Linked DNA regions of Sus scrofa: regions 1 and 3 are each linked to region 2. A link is a contact called in public HiChIP or PLAC-seq data. All regions are on one chromosome and are shown on one strand. The core of a region is the stretch at or near the end of the contact, and the rest is flanking DNA. Distances in the headings are between cores, read along the strand shown. Region 1 holds the start of SRP19 (signal recognition particle 19 kDa protein). Region 2 holds the start of REEP5 (receptor expression-enhancing protein 5). Region 3 holds the start of DCP2 (m7GpppN-mRNA hydrolase).

Region 1 (3,903 bases), core at 695-3,194, 56 kb before region 2:
ACTTTCCTGGGTTCCACTTGGAGGTAGCATATCGTGGCATGTCTCAGCTTTCATAAAGGTGTGAGTCAGTTCCTCTAACAATCTCCTCATATATCTGTATATGTCGTAATGGTTCTCTGTGAAGAACCCTAATATACTTAGTAGGATTCTTGCTAAAACTGAGTTAGGAAGATAAAAAGACAGAACAGGGGTTAAGGTCAAGGCCCACTCAGGATGAGGGCTCAAAGGGGTTCCCTTATATAAAATGGTGTAGTATTTGCATATAACTTACGTATATCCTCCTGCAGATTTTAGTCATCTCTAGATTGTTTATAATACCTAATACAATGTAAATACTATGTAAATAGTGGTAAATAGTTGCCATCATGCTGCAAATTCAAGTTTTGCTCTTTGAAACTTTCTGAAAATAATTTTTAAAAATATTTTGACCCTTGGTTGGTTGAATCAGCAGATGCAGAACCCATGAATACAGAGAGCTGACTGTACATCACATCTCTTCCTTAATCCCTCTCATCCTGCTTTCAAGTCTTATTCAACTATCTCAGCGAAATTTCTCCTGCCCACCTTGATCTTTGCTTTCCACCTTTGTGAACCCCGTCCCTACCCAAAAGCCTCAACCAAGGTTGTTAGGTTGAATTTATTGGCACATCTATATGAGGAATACTGATTACACTTGAAAAAAGTACGGTCAATTCCTGAAGGCCTTTCATCATCTCTGCAATTTTCTGTGTACCACTTTATCCTCTAGTTTAACTCGCTTTTCCGCAAGCATCCACATTTTAAAACTTTGTATTCACTTGTTTTATAATCATTAGTGTGGTAACAATATTGCCACTCGCCCTCCCCTTCTCTTTGAACTCCTACAATATTTTAACAATAGTGTAGAGTTAAACAGGCATTACAGCATGGAATGCCACTCAAAAACATCGGCCCCATTGAGTCCCTATGTATAAACCAGGAACTATAACCACTTTTAATATTGGTCTTTTTGTCTCAAATTACTTACATGGCTCTGAAAAAACAACCCCACTGTAAACTACTGCATGTGTGTATTAAACCTAAGACTGCCTTGTTCATTTCACACCTTGTCTATATATCACATTTTTCTATATATCGTATTTATGGTAACATAAAATGTTGATTTTCTTAAAGTATGTGAATTTTCTTGTGATGCAACTAAAGTATGAAAGTGAAGTCCTGAACCATCTATTTCAAAGTCTGGATTCATTTCATCCCTACATGTTTGGTTTGGCCAGGCATGAAGATTTTTTTACAGGACTCTTGTTCACTTTAGAAAGAAGTAAAACATTTATATCTGGTACTAAGGCACTAGTACAAGGATGATTGAGAGGCAGGAATTGAGAGGATGGAGAAAAGTCAGGAGCTTACAGTCAGACCAGCTGGGCATCTATGCTCAGCCATCATTAGTACGATGATAATGGGCAAATTACCCATCACTGAGACTCAAGCTTTTGGGAAGACTTGTTTATTTTGTTTTTTTTTTTTCATCCGTAAAAGGGAAAATACCTATTTTGCCTTGCCCCCTTTTTGTTGGTTTTTGTTTTTAATAAGCAGCCGCTAAGAAAATAGGAATGAATGTGTGTTTAGTTTAGGAACAGAATCCTCAAATAGTGCTTTGCAATTAACCTAAAATATATAAAAATAGTGAATTTTAGGGTAGAAGTTTTGAAAGGTGTATAGTCACAGTGCAAGTAATTTAGCCAGTTCCACACCATAAAAATGCTTTTTTGCCAAGTTGAAAGCAAGCTGCAGGGCCCAAAAGCGGTTAAAAATTTGCTTACTCTAACAACCTGCTCGGAATTCACAGATTACTGTGGCGTAGGGCCCTACTCCAAGTGGGAGAGAGTTTAGCACAAAACTCAGCGTAGAATTGAATTCAGATAAGAGCATGAACGTGGAATCCAAGTTTAGCTGTCGCGCATGCGCCCCAAAGGCCGGCTTTGAGAAAGGAAGGAGTTGGTCGCGTTCTCAGGTCGTCTCGCGAGAATTGGAGATTGCATCGCCACGTCAGAAACTAGCAATCTTGGCGCCTAGGGACAGGTGCTGGAACAGACCGACTGTGAAAAGCCGCGGTCGCGTAGGCGTTTTCGGTGGGCTGGACTTCCGCCGGAAACGGGGTGGCCTGGAACCTCTCCTAGTGGAGATTCCGCTGTTTTTTTTTCCTCTTCTGGTCGTGTCTTGGCACTGTCTGGGCCTGAGTGAAGATGGCTTGCGCCGCCGCACGGTCCCCGGCCGACCAGGACAGGTGGGTCCGGAGAGAGGAAGAGGCCCGAGGCAAGCTCGCCGGTGCTGCAGCGCCTTCAGCAGCCGCGAGAAAGGCCGGGGGAGCTCGGCCCGAACCCCAGGCCTCGCCTCCCTCAGGCCAGCTGCGCCAGCCTGTTCGCAGGGCCCCTAGTTTCCGACTTTACGTAGCTCACTATTTACCTGTACGTGAGACAAAGGGCTCTGGATGCTACGTCAACATTACGTTAAGTAGTCACAAAATGAAAAAATCTCTTGTAATTGTTAGTACGTTCGGAAAGGCTTATTTGGTTTCTTTCGAGTCCTTTATACCTGTGACACCGTACGTTCTGTGTAAGAAAGCGGGCTCCCACCCTCGGGAATTTTTGACAGGCATTTGTACCCAACTCAACAGCGACTTTGTATCTCACTGAGCAGTATTTTTTGTTTAAATGTTATCTAGCAAGTGATTTTTTTTAAACATCTAAAGTAATAAGTTAATGGTTACTTTTAAGTAGTGGGGAGACAATTTAAAGAAAAAAGTAAATAATAGTATATGTGTACCGGTAGTCCTAATGATGACGAATGAATGAATTTTTGAAAATATTGCTCTAGTGATGCCAGCTGGGTTTTTCCTGTGGCAGGTTCATTTGTATCTATCCTGCATATTTAAATAACAAGAAGACCATTGCGGAGGGGAGGCGAATTCCCATAAGTAAGGTAAGCAGGCTGGAATCTTTGGACTTGAGGGTCTGGGGAGGTTGTCCTGTTAGAGACACAAAGTTTTCTTTCACTTGTTGGCCTGAGGAGAACAGCAAGCAAGAATTGGGGTGTTTTCCTTAATGGCAAAACCAGGAGTTCCATTGTGGCGGGGCAGGTTAAGGATCCCACATTGCCCTACTTCTGGTGGAATCACAGCTGCAGCTCTGATGGGTATGACACAAATCAAAAAAGAAAAGAATGGTGAAACCAGAAGGGTACAGATTCGAAGTTCCTGTGGTGGCTTAGCAATAACTAACCCGACTAGTATCCATGAGGATGCAGGTTGAATCTCTGGCCTTGCTCAGTGGGTGAAGGATCTGTTGTTGCCTTGAGCTGTGGTGTAGGTCTTGGACATGCCTGGGATCCTATGCTGCTGTGGCTGTGGTGTAGGCCCGCTGCTGCAGCTCTGATTGGATCCCTATTCTGGGAACTTCCATATGCCCACAGGTGTGGCCCTAAAAAAAGAAGGGCATGGATTCATAACTAAAAGAATTGACTTTTTATTTTTATTTTTTTTTAAGACTGCACCCGCAGCATATGGCGGTTCCCAGGCTAGCGGTCCAGTCAGAGCTACAGATGCCAGTCTAGCCACAGCCACAGCCATGCCAGATCCGAGCCGTGTCTTCAATCTACACCACAGCTCAAGGCAATGCTGCTGGATCCTTAACCCACTGAGCAAGGCCAGGGATTGAACCCACAACCTCATGGTTCCTAGTTGGATTCATTTCCCCTGTGCCACGATGGGAATTCCATAACCGAAAGAATTTAAGTGAGAGTTCCCCTGTGGCACAGCAGGTTAAGGACCAGCTTTGTCATTGCAGCAGCTTTGGTTGCATTTTTGGTGGGGGTTGGTTCCCTGGCCTGGGAGCTACCACATGCCTACAAACACAGCGCCCCCCC
Region 2 (3,910 bases), core at 1,122-3,621:
TAATAAGCGGCCAGCCTTTTTAATATCAAGAGGACAAAATTCTCCCCAGTGTCTGAGTTAATATTAATTCTGAATTAAGGAAACCCTAATTAGTGGGGTTTTCCTATGTATATAAGGTGAAATACACTTTAAAAGAATTATTAGGAAGAAGACATTGGCTCTCTGTGCCCGCTGAGATCTCCCCACCAGTAAAGGTCGACTTTGTTCAGCCTTTCATTTTTGCATCTGTTAGAAGGTCCACACCCCGCCAGTATAATCTGATGAAATATACATTCTGGCTGGTCATCAGGAGATCAGGTGTCAAGTTAAAGGTCTCTAATGTGTATCCCTAAGCAGTCAGTTACTACTCTCTGGTCCTTTGACCACTCTCCCAGGGAAACGGGGGTGTACAGTAGCTAGGGCAGCTCACGATGGGGGACGGGGAGAGAAGGGGAAGAAGAGACAGTTGCAGGAAGCCACTTACGAGACGTAGGCTGGGTAGCCAAATCCTATCAGATTGCAGAGGAGAGAGGCTCCATAACCAAACACCAGGTACAAGGCCACCAGCCCGATGACACCTGGAGACACGAGGAGAGAAGTGGGTCTGGTAGCACGACAAGCGCTCCAGCTGGGCAGCCCCCGCCCACACCACAAGGCTTGGCCGATACTCGGCAGCGGAGAAAACAAACCGAGTGAAGACTGGGCCTGCGCCTTCGCGGGGCTGTGCCTTCCGTCTGGGATACACCGCAGGCCCCACAGTAGTGTTCCTCCTCCCGCCCTCCCTCCCGCAAGGGGCCCCCAAGCCATGCTGCGCACCAGCTCCAGCAACGGTCTGGAGAGTCCAGAATTCCAGCACCCGCCCGCAGCCCCTCCTCTCCCGAGGGGCCACCCGTTCTCGGCGACGAGCTACGCATAGGGTCTGGCTAGGACCCGGTAGTCCGCCACCAGGCCAGCCCTTCCTCCTGCAGGCGCCCCCGCCGCCCCGCGCCAGCCCTGCGCTCGGCCGCTGGCACTCGGCGCTCCGCCGCGGGGCAGACACGTCAGCGCCAGCCGGTACCCGTCCCCCCGGGCGCCTGGCCACCTGGCCGCCCCGGCGGGCTCTCTGGTCCCTGGCCTGTCCAGGGGCCCAGTTTGGTCCCCGGGGATGCCGCCCCCACTCCAAGTCTGTCCCCGACACAGCGACATGGATGTAGCAGCTGTTCCCGGCCGGGTTGGCGGCGGGACCCAGAAGGCTACCACCCCTCACTTACCTAGCGCTATGTAGCTCCGGTTCACGCCGGTCTTGGCCTCGATCTTGGCCAAGATGTCAGTCAGGTAGTTTTTCTGGTGCAGGAATTGGTCGAACCTCTGCCTCATGGCTGCAGACATGGCGGGGACCGTCGCACCGCCGCCCGGGGCTGCTTCTAGTAGCGGGTGGCCGCAGAGGGGAGATGACGGGGGGGCGGGGATGGCAGCGGCGGGCGGGGCCGGAGGCGGGCGCTTGGATGCGTCTCTCAGCTCCGCTCCCCACCGCCCCTCTCCCTGCCCCGCCCACGCCACACCACAAGCGCCCCACCCCCTCCTCCGTCCACAGCCCGGAGCTCTGCAGCCAGTGCCACACCCCGGGTGGCAGATGGAGTGGCATGCGCTCCCCCGCCGAGCTGCCGCCCTCCGCCTCTGTTAACTGGGTGAAAAAGGGGTGATGAATCTTGTGAGCGCCTTTCGCAAATCCGAAAGGAGGCGGCTTTGTGGCTCCCAACTGCAAAGTAGTGGGGCTGGTTCAGTGCACCTACACTGCTCTGCTAAACCTAAGACATTTTAAATCGAAAAGTTGAAATGCACGACCATTCTGAAAAAGCTCTTTGGCGGCAGACCTGTTTTTTGCTTCGTTGCCGAAACTCGGCAGCGTTTTTCTCACTTTTCGAAATCCTGTAAGAAATTTACCACCCTCCTCTGAGCGACACCATCTACAAGAAAGTAGTGAACAGATTAAACCTTTTCATGGCGGGCTTGGCATTTGCTTGATGTCTGCTATCATTTCCAAATCCCCGCGGAGACATTGGTGTGTGCTTGCCTTTCAAGAAAACTTACCCTGTAGAAGTTAATTCCAGGTTTTAGGGCCAGAACTTCACTTTGCTTCCTTCAGAATGTTGTGCTCATGCTTTTCCTCCACCTAAACTTATGTTCTTGTTATTGCTTGCCCATCATTTCAGGAAACTCCTTTTGAAAGTATTCTTTCTTTCTCCTGTGATCTGCACCCTGCTGCAGAGTTTTCCTCCTTGCTTAAGCTTTAAAGGAACTTGCAGACCAGAGCTCCAGTTCTTTAGCATTCGCTGATCCTGGGCACAAACTGGCCCCCACCATTCTCTCTTTTTCCTACACAACCCGTCTGCTCATTCAGTTTGACTTTGCAGTACTTCCTTCCACTTCCTCAAAAAGCTATCTTGCCCACTCTTAACCTTTTCCTTTTAAGCTAATTCTCCTTCCTCTTTTCTTCTCCGGAACTTCTTAGCTCAATTCTCTGAGCACTGCCCTCACCATCCAGCCAAATCAGTGACCAAACAAAAGAAAAACTAATGATACTGAGACAGCCTCCCGACCGAGCTGTTCATTTCTGTGTTTCTACCTACAGTCTATTCTCAGTGTGGCAGCCAATTGGATCATTTTAAAATGTGGGTCAAACTGTGTTGACGTTTTGTTCTTAACCCTCCAGTAGCTTCCCATCTGCCTGAAGAATAGCCTCAAGGTCATAGATGATGTATATGGTTCCTTCTTCTCTCTTTGAATTACATCTCCTATTGCCTGCTTCCTAAGCCTCAAACAAGCCGAGGCCTCTCCTGCCCCTGGGCTTTCATTTTCCTTCTGTCTTAGTGGCTCTCGACTCGCAGTGATTTTGTCCCCCCCACACAAAGTCTGGAGACATCTTTGGTTGTCAAACAGATGGTCACAACTGGGAGAGCAGATGCTACCCACCACTACTAGCATCGAATAGAGATACTGCTAAACATCCTGCAGTGCACAAGATAGCCCTGCTGCCCCCCACCACGTAGAGGTGCGAAGATAGGGAAACCGTTCTCTATCTAAAAGCTCAGATAAATACTTAACTTTCTGCTCCCATCTGTCAGGTCCTTGCTCAAATGACATATCTGTGAGGCCCTTTCTGATCCAGAATTGCAACTCCCAGTACTCTCTAGCTTTATTTTTCTTTCTAGCACTTACTACTCTGACCATCTATGTGTTCTACTTTTTGTATTTTTTTTTTCTTTCCCCACAAAATTATGAGCCCCAGAAAGGTGGGTATCTTTGCCTGTTTTGTTTACTTCTTTATCTCAAACACCTAGAACAGTACCTGGTAGTTAATAGGTGTTTCAGTAACTATTTGTTGAATTAACAAATATCTAACATGCCTTGTATCACTCAGTATTCGAGGTGTTACATGTACTGATTCATTAAGTCCTCGGAACAGCATGGGGTTGATAGATCGATTTTTATTCTCACCTAAGGGAAGGAAATGAGGTACATGAGGGCTCAAAATGGATACATGTCAGAGCTAGAATTCAAACAGGACTCTTACCCCTCAATGTACTGCTGATATCGGTTGAATTGTGTCCCCTGCAAAAAAGATATGTGGAGTGATAACTCCCACTACCTCACGACGTGACCTTATTTAGAGGTAGAGTCTTTACGAAAGTAATCAAGTTAAAACGAGGTTATTAGTGTAGTCTCTCATCCAATATGAGTGGTGTCTTTATAAAATGGGGAAATTTGAGAGGAATTCCCATCATGGTTCAGCGATAATGAATCTGACTAGCATCCATGGGGACGTGGGTTCGATCCCTGGCCTCGCTCAGTGGGTTAAGGATCTGGCGTTGCTGTGAGCTGTGGTGTGGATCACAGGCACTGCTCGGATCCTGAGTTGCTGTTGCTGTGGTGTAGGCCGGCAGCTGCAGCT
Region 3 (3,790 bases), core at 494-2,993, 41 kb after region 2:
TTTGAAGCAAGACTGTGACACCACAACAAAGAGACACTTGGAATTCCTGTCATGGCCCAGAAATGAATCCAACCAGGAACCATGAGGTTTTGGGTTTGATCCCTGGCCTTGCTCAGTGGGTTAAGAATCCGGCATTGCCATGAGCTGTGGTGTAGGTCACAGGCGTGGCTCAGATTCTGCATTGATGTGGCTGTGTCTTAGGCCGGCAGATGAGCTCTGGTTGGACCCCTAGCCTGGGAACCTCCATATGCCTCGGGTTCGGCCCTAAAAAGCAAACAAACAAAACAAAACCCCAAAACAACAAACCCAAAGAGACATTTGCAGAATGAAAGAATTCTAGAAAAGTAAATATTATAGACAGCTTGAAAATAAAGTTGGAGAATCCTCCAGTAAAAAAGCAAAGGTCAAAGATGGAAAACAGGAGAGTAAAATAGATGGTAATAGGGCTCCTGTGTCAAGTTTGGGCTTGATCATATGTCAGAAGATAATGCAGGGGAGGTATCGGAAGCCAAAAAGATGGTAACAAGCACATATCTGAACAAAACAAAACACAACAAAAATTGGGCAGGGTTTGGTACAGGCAAAAAATGGAGGCAGAGGTCTCAGATTTGTGAGGAAAAATAATGCCAACCAGGAGTTTCCAGTATGGCTCAGCGGAAAGAATCTGACTAGCATCCATGAGGAAACAGATTCCATCCCTAGCCTCACTCAGTGGGTTAAGGATCTGTTGTTGCCTGTGAGCTGTGGTGTAGGTTGCAGACACTGCTGGGATCCAGCTTTGCTGTGGCTGTGGTGTAGGCGGGCAGCTTCAGCTCCAATCTGACCCATAGCCTGGGAATTTCCATACGCTGCAGGTGCGGCCCTTAAAAAAAAAAGAGAGAGAAAAAAAAAAAAAAAAAAACCCAAACTGATATAAAGGCAAAGTGTGTTTGGACAGAAATTTAGAAAAAAGATGGGAGATTAAGTCGAAGAATGGACTAAATTTCACGACCGTGCATGTGGGCCTGTGGGTCTGATAGCAAAGGAGCAAGTTAAAAAAATGGATGGATCCAGAGTTTCTTTAAGGATTCATCCCAAATGGATTGGACTCCATTACGCAAGATGGGGAATGAGTACTAGCCGGTTGGAGTGGTGTGAGCATACAGAAAGCGGAATGCAAGCTCCTGAGTTTGGGTAAAAATCAATTCGTATTTCTGTGATCTCATAGTGTGTCAAATACTGGGATAGAGACCCTTGTCTTCACAGCCAGGGCTGGGTGCCCGCAGAGGGACAGAGGCGAGCCACTACAAAACTTAAAAAACTCTTTTCAGGGGTTTGTAGCGAAAAGAGACATAACCCTTAGCCTGCAGGGGTTAGGGGCGGCGGTGAGTGTGTGTTGGGGATATCAGGTGACAGGAACCAGGCCTGCAGGCTCTGCAGTACAGACGTCGGAGCCTACTCAGCCACCAAGAGGACGCGCAGACCTTGCCCACATCCCGGATATGGTCTCGAGATCTACAAGTAAAATTGAAGTCCTGTAGACTTTCTAGTAGTGCCAAGAAAGCATAGGGCGCATGCGCCTGTCCCCCGCCCCAAGGCCCAGTCCGAGGCGGCGGGAAGTTGGTTTTCTGAGTAGCGACTGAGCAGCTTGAAGGCGGATTGGAGCCGACGGACCAATAAACAAATGTCTCATTGGCTTAGCTTGTCCAGGCTCCCGGTTCTCCAGCCTTCCCATTGGGCCTTTCAAGCAGAGCAGGGGCGTGGCCCCAGGGGCTCCGCCCCGCGCCCGGGCCCAGCCTCGGGGTCCTGGGTTGAGAGAGCCGGACGGAAGTGAGCGGGTCCCGCCCCTTCCCCTTCTCGTTTTCGTTGGAACCGCTGCCACCGCTGCCCCCTTTCTGACTAGCCGGAGTCTCCGTTCCGTGTCCTCGGTCCCCGGCCGCGCGGAGCCGGGATGCACTGCTCCTGCTGTGGGTCCTCATCATGGAGACCAAACGGGTGGAGATTCCCGGCAGCGTCCTGGACGATCTCTGCAGGTACCGTAGCGCCCAGTGCTGCTCCGGCCCCCTTCCTCCCCCAGCTTCTTTTCTCTCAGTTTCGGCGACCCCGGAGGCCTCTGGGTCTCCTACCCGGGCCCACATCCTGTCTTGGCTTTCTGGTCCTGCTGCTGCTCCCTTCCCCGGGTCGACCCTTACCGTGGATGACACTGCCCATCTTTTGCCCGCAGCCTCCTGATTGCTCACGTTTCCCTCCACTCCTCCTTGCTCTGCGTTGGAATTCCCTCGTTTTCTTAGTTCCCTATTTTTCTTTCCCAATGCCGCTTCGCCAAAGCTTCTGTCTTTGGCTTTTGGGGGCTGCCCCTCCCCCTCCCTTTGCTTTTTCTGCTCTCACTTTTACAGACCGTATTCTCCCCTCCTCCCCTCCGCCTGATTCCCCAGTGCCGTTGAAAAACCCCAAGTTTTTTTAAGTCTTAGGATCCCAGGTCATTGGACCTACGGAGGGAGCAGTTCACATTTACCCTTCTCTTCTGTGGCGTTCTCTAAACTACTATAAAGAATTGCTGTCTTGTTCATCCCCAAACTTAACATTAGAAGTGGAAAAAAAAGCCTAGAGTTCCATTTTCGTTTTCTTTTTTTCATCCCTTAATTATCCTTCTTAAAAGAAATTCTCAACTGCAGGCTTTTAGCTCATAGTATAGTTTTACAAGAGAGATTTTCTACATTCTTCTCGATGGCTGTATTTTCAGTTAGCTAAGCATGTGTAAAACGGACTTAAAATTTTACTTCAGGAAAAGAAAATATTTTTAGTGCAGTAATACCCCGAGTTTTCGTTGGCGTAAGTGGGTTGCGAAGTAATTTAAATTACAAATGAGTGCAAGTTCTGATTAAAATAACCGCTTTTCACCGTATTTATGTCTAAAAGTATGATTTTTAGTAGTTGTGTCTCATTCACGCCTTTTTTAATGGGAAGAACTGTATTTGTGGAGTTAATACTGAATGCCAGGCAGGCACTGGTTGCTCTCTTCACATGTATCATTTAATCCTAGAAACAACTCTGTTTGGTTGGTGCATTTATTTCCATTTCCATCTAAGAGACACACTGAGAGGTTGTAATTTACACAAGGTCACATTCATCCTAATTTAGAAAATCAAGATTTGAAAGCTAGGCCTTTTTCTCTTTCATGTCTGTGCTTTTTCTCTTACACAAGTGGATGTAGTAGAAAATCAAGTCTAACATCATACCCTCACAGAAGAAAACTACATATGAATAAGTAAATAGGCAAATTCTGCAACTGCTAAGAAGTAACAACACTGTACTTCTTTATAATGTTGTGATGATAACTTTTGGAATATGGGAGACTCGAATGAACCACTTAAGGCACTCATTTTCTATGATATCCAATTTCTTAAGAAAAAAGAGGTTTGATGTCTGTATAGATAAGTGACTGGAAGAATTTGTACCAAAAGTGGGATTATGATTTTTATTTATTATTCATGTTTCCAAGATTATAAAGCATATGCATTTTATAGTTAGAAAAGTTAAATATGGGTAATATTTGCGAAGGTGAGCAATAACTGTGTATTAGTTAATGGAGATAGAGGTTGATTTAGAAAAGGTGGGTAATCTACTTTTTACAGGCACCTAAACTAATTATCCCATTAGTATTGGGTTTATTCTGTGTATTACCGAAGATTACATTTAAAGAAGTCATCAACCATTATGAAGGTGATTGATTTTATGTGTGTCATCATCTTACAAAATAATGGTGGTGTGTTTGTTAACATCATGTTAAACATCTGTGAGTGTTAAAGAT

What was found. HiChIP or PLAC-seq counts read pairs in DNA pulled down with a chosen protein or histone mark.
Region 1: an H3K27ac HiChIP or PLAC-seq map of skeletal muscle shows a contact between it and region 2. The contact joins the promoter of SRP19 here to the promoter of REEP5 in region 2. A contact is called at or near these places in 1 of 5 promoter capture datasets (fetal liver), 2 of 47 Hi-C or Micro-C datasets (alveolar macrophages and liver) and 2 of 2 datasets of contacts at active chromatin or transcription factors (alveolar macrophages and skeletal muscle).
Region 3: an H3K27ac HiChIP or PLAC-seq map of alveolar macrophages shows a contact between it and region 2. The contact joins the promoter of DCP2 here to the promoter of REEP5 in region 2. A contact is called at or near these places in 7 of 47 Hi-C or Micro-C datasets (alveolar macrophages, blood, epiblast stem cells and 1 more) and 2 of 2 datasets of contacts at active chromatin or transcription factors (alveolar macrophages and skeletal muscle).

The regions. Positions count from the first base shown.
Region 1 is chr2:116,899,542-116,903,444 of Sscrofa11.1, reverse strand. It overlaps SRP19 (signal recognition particle 19 kDa protein), which reads left to right and starts at 1,944. Exons shown (of 5, transcript XM_003480890.4): 1 at 1,944-2,266; 2 at 2,886-2,961. The coding sequence starts at 2,226.
Region 2 is chr2:116,844,142-116,848,051 of Sscrofa11.1, reverse strand. It overlaps REEP5 (receptor expression-enhancing protein 5), which reads right to left and starts at 2,371. Exons shown (of 5, transcript XM_003480887.4): 1 at 1,230-2,371; 2 at 464-557. The coding sequence starts at 1,347.
Region 3 is chr2:116,802,646-116,806,435 of Sscrofa11.1, reverse strand. It overlaps DCP2 (m7GpppN-mRNA hydrolase), which reads left to right and starts at 1,743. Exons shown (of 11, transcript XM_003123832.5): 1 at 1,743-2,012. The coding sequence starts at 1,960.